2 separate regions of the Danio rerio genome follow, and region 1 is linked to region 2. A link is a contact called in public Micro-C data. All regions are on one chromosome and are shown on one strand. The core of a region is the stretch at or near the end of the contact, and the rest is flanking DNA. Distances in the headings are between cores, read along the strand shown.

Region 1 (2,700 bases), core at 132-2,631, 280 kb after region 2:
TTATTCTTAAATCTGTCCTTCAAATGACCCATTTGCCAGCCTAACATTTTAATTATTTCAAAATATAATAATTTAGTTTGATCACTTGTTATTTTTATTAGTCAAGAGAAGTATGTTGTTTATTATTTACATAAATGTGTCTGTCACACTGAATGACAACAGAACTTTTTTCACCAATATTTTGACATTGTGTTTTTTACAAAAGTTGTTTGCAACATTTAATCAGGCTTTTTATTTGCTTTTAATATGCTTTCTGTGTTTATAAAGTCACATTTGTAAATATAGTTTGATGCAGACAATATGCACGTCTTATGTTTGACCCACATGCACTCAAAACAAGTATCTAAAATTCTGAAATGCACAATAATAAATCATGAAACCTCTGAATGCATGTCTTTTTAAGTAGTATTGATGTTAAAGGAGTTCATATGTTTTGTCCAGACTCCAGAGAAGTTATCAACAATATCTGAAACTACTCATTGTCTTTAACATGTGGCTGGTGTAGGCCTAAAAAGCCACATGACCAGGTGTCTATTAACAGTTTGAGTTAGGAAGCTTCATGGATAAGTTAAACATGTAGTTATGTCATATTTGGAGGATATTAAAGGGTCTATTCATCTTCTTGCCTTTGTCATATATGCTTAGAATGCATAAACAATGAGGTTGTTATATTGATAAATAAATTTTAATTTTTAATTAGCTTATTGATTGCACGAGTTATAAATCAATAATAAATATCAGTTGATTCTTGCATGGTCGTCTGTATATTTTATCATTCTGCTTTATGGATTGCAACGTTTTTTTTCTGCAGTTTATATCCTATTGGTTAATATTGTGAACAAAACCCATATGACTGTTTTTACAAACGCTTTCTGATTGCCTAAATGATTAATTTAATGTTGTTTTATTGGCGATTTCTGTGTCTAAGACGCATAAGTCTACTGTTTCTAAGCCATTTGATAAATATACAATTGTGTGTGTTTGTTTATGTTGCGCGCTCTCAGCTTACCGTGAGAATTACGCGTTGTGCTCCTGACATCAGTTTGTTGATTGTTATTTACCGTCGTTTATTTAAAATAACGAGTGATCTTAGTCAGTGCACCACATGCAAATAGCACATTTAACGAATAAAGGTGTCCCATATCGCGTCAATCATCCATGCATCATGCATACAGCGACAGCAATGTGTGTGTACTGGAATGCATGCTCATATATGCGTGTAGCTTTCCCACAGAAGACAGCGCTGGTTGCCTCAATTGAGTGTTAGTTCCGCTCATCAGTGAAACAAGGTGTAAGGCGCGACATGCCCCCTCTTGTGCCCCCCAAATAGCACGGGACTTATTTGCAGTCAATCGCGAGGTTTATATTGAGGTGTTAGTCGGGCTATTGTCCAGCGTCGCTTTTGAAATGCAATGACACGATGACACAGAGTCGGGATATCCGGGACTCTATTTGAAGTCTGGGCACCAAGGGCCAATAAAAGTGGCCCTCCGAATTCAATAGGCGCATCGCTGGAATGCAGGTACACACCCGTTTACACGCGCCGCGTTTTGTGTGTGTGTGTGTGTGTGTGTGTGTCTGTGTGTGTGTGTGTGTGTGTGTGTGTGTGTGTGTGTGTGTTTGTGTGTGTGTGTGTGTGTGTGTGTGTGTGTGTGTGTGTGTGTGTGTGTGTGTGAGAGAGAGAGAGAGAGAGCATGTGTTTGTTTGCTTGTTTTGGTGTGATGAAACCGGCAAAGTATTCTTATGTCATTTTAAATAGTATTGCAATTCGTTCCGATGTCTTTCTGTATAAATTATCTATCTATCTATCTATCTATCTATCTATCTATCTATCTATCTATCTATCTATCTATCTATCTATCTATCTATCTATCTATCTATCTATCTATCTGTCTGTCTGTCTGTCTGTCTGTCTGTCTGTCTGTCTGTCTGTCTGTCTGTCTGTCTGTCTGTCTGTCTGTCTGTCTGTCTGTCAATTATCTTAGTGCAAATATCTACATTTCAAAGTGAAAACAAGATTATTTTACTTACCACATTGGCAAACAATTTTGTTTGTTTTAAGAGGAAACTCTTAATTTATTTTTAAGGTAAAAAACAAAACAATATTTTTTACTTGATCTAGGAATTTTTAGACATTTGGACTTGAAACAGGACAAAGAAGAAATAATTTTTTTGTAATGTAATTATTCCATTTCTGTACCTAATTACTGTTCAGCTCCCCATATAACTGCCAAATTGTGCTATCCCAACCATCTTTTTAATGCTGCAATATTTATCGCAGAAACGATCAGATTATTTCTAATATCTTGCTGACCTTATAGTGTAATTTATAAAGAAATAGCTTTTCGCCATATGTACAGGAAAGAAAATAACCTTTAATTTAATTCATTTGAATACAGTAACTGATAACATGTACTCTTGTAGCGTGTGATACTTGTAATTAGATCGATACATTTAAAAATTAGACCAAGAGATCAAAATCCCATGTAGTTGGATTATATATTAAAGAATGGCAGCAAATAATAGTTCATAATTTACTAAGCCAAAAGTTGAACTATACGAATTTGGATTACATTAATGACTGCAGTTAATGTAGAATCTATCTATCTATGCATTTTAAACAGTATTGCAATGCGTTCCGATGTCTTTCTGTGTATTTTTCATATCTATTTATCTATCTATCTATCTATCTATCTATCT
Region 2 (2,700 bases), core at 91-2,590:
TCATTTGAATCAGTGTATCATTTACTGAATATTCACTCTGAATGGATCATTTGAATCAGTGTATCATTCACTGGATACTCACTCTGAATTGATCATTTGAATCAGTGTATCATTCACTAGAAACTCACTCTCAATAGATCGTTTGAATCAGTAAATAATTTACTAGAGACTCACTCTGAATCGATCGTTTGAATCAGTGTATCATTTACTGGAGACACACTCTGAATAGATCATTTGAATCTGAGAGTCATTAACTGGAGACTCACTCTGAATGTATCATTTGAATCAGGGAGTCGTTTTCTAGAGACTCAGTCTGAATGGATCATTTGAATCAGTGAATTTACTGGAGATTCCATCTGAATGGATCATTTGAATCACTGAATTTCATACTGGAGACTCACTCTGAATAGATTAATTGAATTAGTGAGTCATTTTCTAGAGACTCACTCTGAATAGATCATTTGTATCAGTGAATCACTTACTGGAGACTCATTCTAAATCGATCATTTGTCTCAGTGTAACATTTACTTTAAACTCAAACTGAATGAATCAATTAAATAAGTGAGTCATTTACTGGAGACTCACTCTGAATTGACAACAATCACGACCATTAGAAAAGTATGTTTTATGTAGTATGAATGTGCGTAGTATGAATGGAATTCGGACGTACTGCATCCTCCATTTGTTATTACATACAGTAGATATTTTTGATGTCTCCTTTAGCTGAACCATACATTTCAGGTTTTCGAGTCTCTTCTAATGTTCTGATGCTTTGATTCAAGTGTGTTTGAATAAGAGGTGGAAAGTGTGTACTGTTGGTGTGCCTACAGGAACAGGGTTGGGAAACACTGCTATAGACTACTTCCATATGCATAAGGCCATAATGTACTCACAATAAAGGTAGATAATCGTGTGCAGTATTATGCAGACATTTAGATCATCATAACCACAGGTAAAACCATACATGTAGCACCTCATTAAAATATTGGAATTAACTGAGAGGTTTCTCTGATAACTGTATGAAAAACTCCAGCATAGAAAACCCGACAGGGATGATAAACAATGCTCTATAGGACTTGTGCTGTAGAATTCAGGAGTCATAGAGTAGGACAGATTTGTGTAAGGAAAAATACCAAAATGTCAGTCTATTCTAATAGTCAAAAGCAGAAAGGTAGAGTTAAATTATTAGAGGTCTGCTCTTAATACACAGATGAACTATGCGAGACATTATCAGACCTCAAACAGTCAGTCAGTCAGTCAGAGCAGTCAGTTCTGACCCCATACTGCAGGGGGCAGCGTGACGGCAGAGCTACAGCCGACTCCTAGCAATCCGGGCCAAAAAACAGACATGGAAATTAGTCAAAGAATAAATAGCTCTTACAGCTGCCACTGCTCTTTGTCAAGCTTGTATCCGAGCCACGGTCAGAAACAGGGCTGGAGTTTTATGATAAAACTTTAGAGGGAAATAAAAGCTCCCCTCCTCTGCTAATATTCCCGACCAGCTGAGATCCAGACACAAAGCTCGGCACCCAAAACACAGCGAGATCCAACGACCAGCTTGTTGAAATTGGCTTGACGCTCACCGTTGAGGACGAGGCTGCTCTTTTGGCAGCCAAGCGGGAGAGAGTAGGAAGAGACGGATGAGGAGAAGAGGAGAGAGAGCAGGAGAAAAACAGCACGCCGCTGCATTAAGCACTTTTTATTAGTGTTATGTTTCTGCGCCGAGCATCTGGGCTAGTCTGGAGATCTCTCACAGGAGGTGATTAGGAGCTTCTGAGCTGAAGAAAAGGCCCTGATCTGGCGCCCGCCGCGATCTCGGCACCTCACACGGCACATCAATAACACACCAATACCAGCTCTTACATTTAACACTTACAACAACAACACCATGATAGACAAGTTTTTACTGCATGAGTTGATGTAATAAGTTTTTTTATTTATTTTTTGGTCAAGTTTTTATTTATTTTTTAATTTTATTTATTTAGGTTTTTATTGGACGCTATTTGATCGCTATACCTATAGGGTGCCAATTATAAATAATAAATTTAATTGTTAATTGATGGTCAACTTTTTTTGTAATGTTATTGTGTTTAATACATGCTTCAGTGAATCATTAGTTTATTAATTTTCTTGTCGGCTTAGTCCCTTTATTAATCTGGGGTCGCCACAGCGGAATGAACCGCCAACTTATCCAGCACATTTTTACGCAGCGGATGCCCTTCCAGCCGCAACCCATCTCTGGGAACTTCAGTGAATCAAAATGATGTATTTATTTAAATTTTGTTAATGCAACTATTCAAGTTTTCAGTGTTTTGAGGGATATTTAGTACATTCTGTATTCTCTAATAAGCTATTTCAGAGGTTGCTTGTTAAGCTATATGAACTATGCTTATAATTTGACTTTACTTTGAGGTTATATGTAGATTCAAACAGCTGTTTTTCAAGAAAAGTGTCTTATGAACACTTATAACGTCTATCTGTACTCTAAATCTGCCAGTTTTAGACTGCTGAATGAATTATTTTCTCACAGACTCTTACTTTCTCCATTTTAGGGGTGGTAAATTTATATTTATTGTATTAGATATCATTTTAATTATTAATATTATATAAGATACAGATCAGAGAAAACTATGTCTTACTATTAAAGGGGTGAGCCCATCATACATCTTGTTTTAATGTCCTTCAAACATTAAGGGGCAC

The links. A called contact is a pair of places that touch in the nucleus more often than the background predicts.
Region 1: a Micro-C map of caudal fin shows a contact between it and region 2, with 2.9 times the contacts expected there. The contact joins two enhancer-like sites. A contact is called at or near these places in 2 of 18 Hi-C or Micro-C datasets (caudal fin and embryo).

Annotation. Positions count from the first base shown.
Region 1 is chr4:9,140,605-9,143,304 of GRCz12tu, forward strand. The region is part of intron 5 of wnt5b (wingless-type MMTV integration site family, member 5b); the gene reads left to right. Among named protein-coding and RNA genes, the nearest start is that of adipor2, 28 kb to the right of the region's middle. Within about 2 kb of position 1,382, at least 5 of the 62 cell types and tissues checked have an H3K27ac peak or open chromatin away from gene starts, as enhancers often do.
Region 2 is chr4:8,862,836-8,865,535 of GRCz12tu, forward strand. All of the region lies in intron 15 of erc1b (ELKS/RAB6-interacting/CAST family member 1b), which reads left to right. All of the region lies in intron 2 of LOC141381593 (a long non-coding RNA gene), which reads right to left. Among named protein-coding and RNA genes, the nearest start is that of erc1b, 160 kb to the left of the region's middle. Within about 2 kb of position 1,341, at least 6 of the 62 cell types and tissues checked have an H3K27ac peak or open chromatin away from gene starts, as enhancers often do.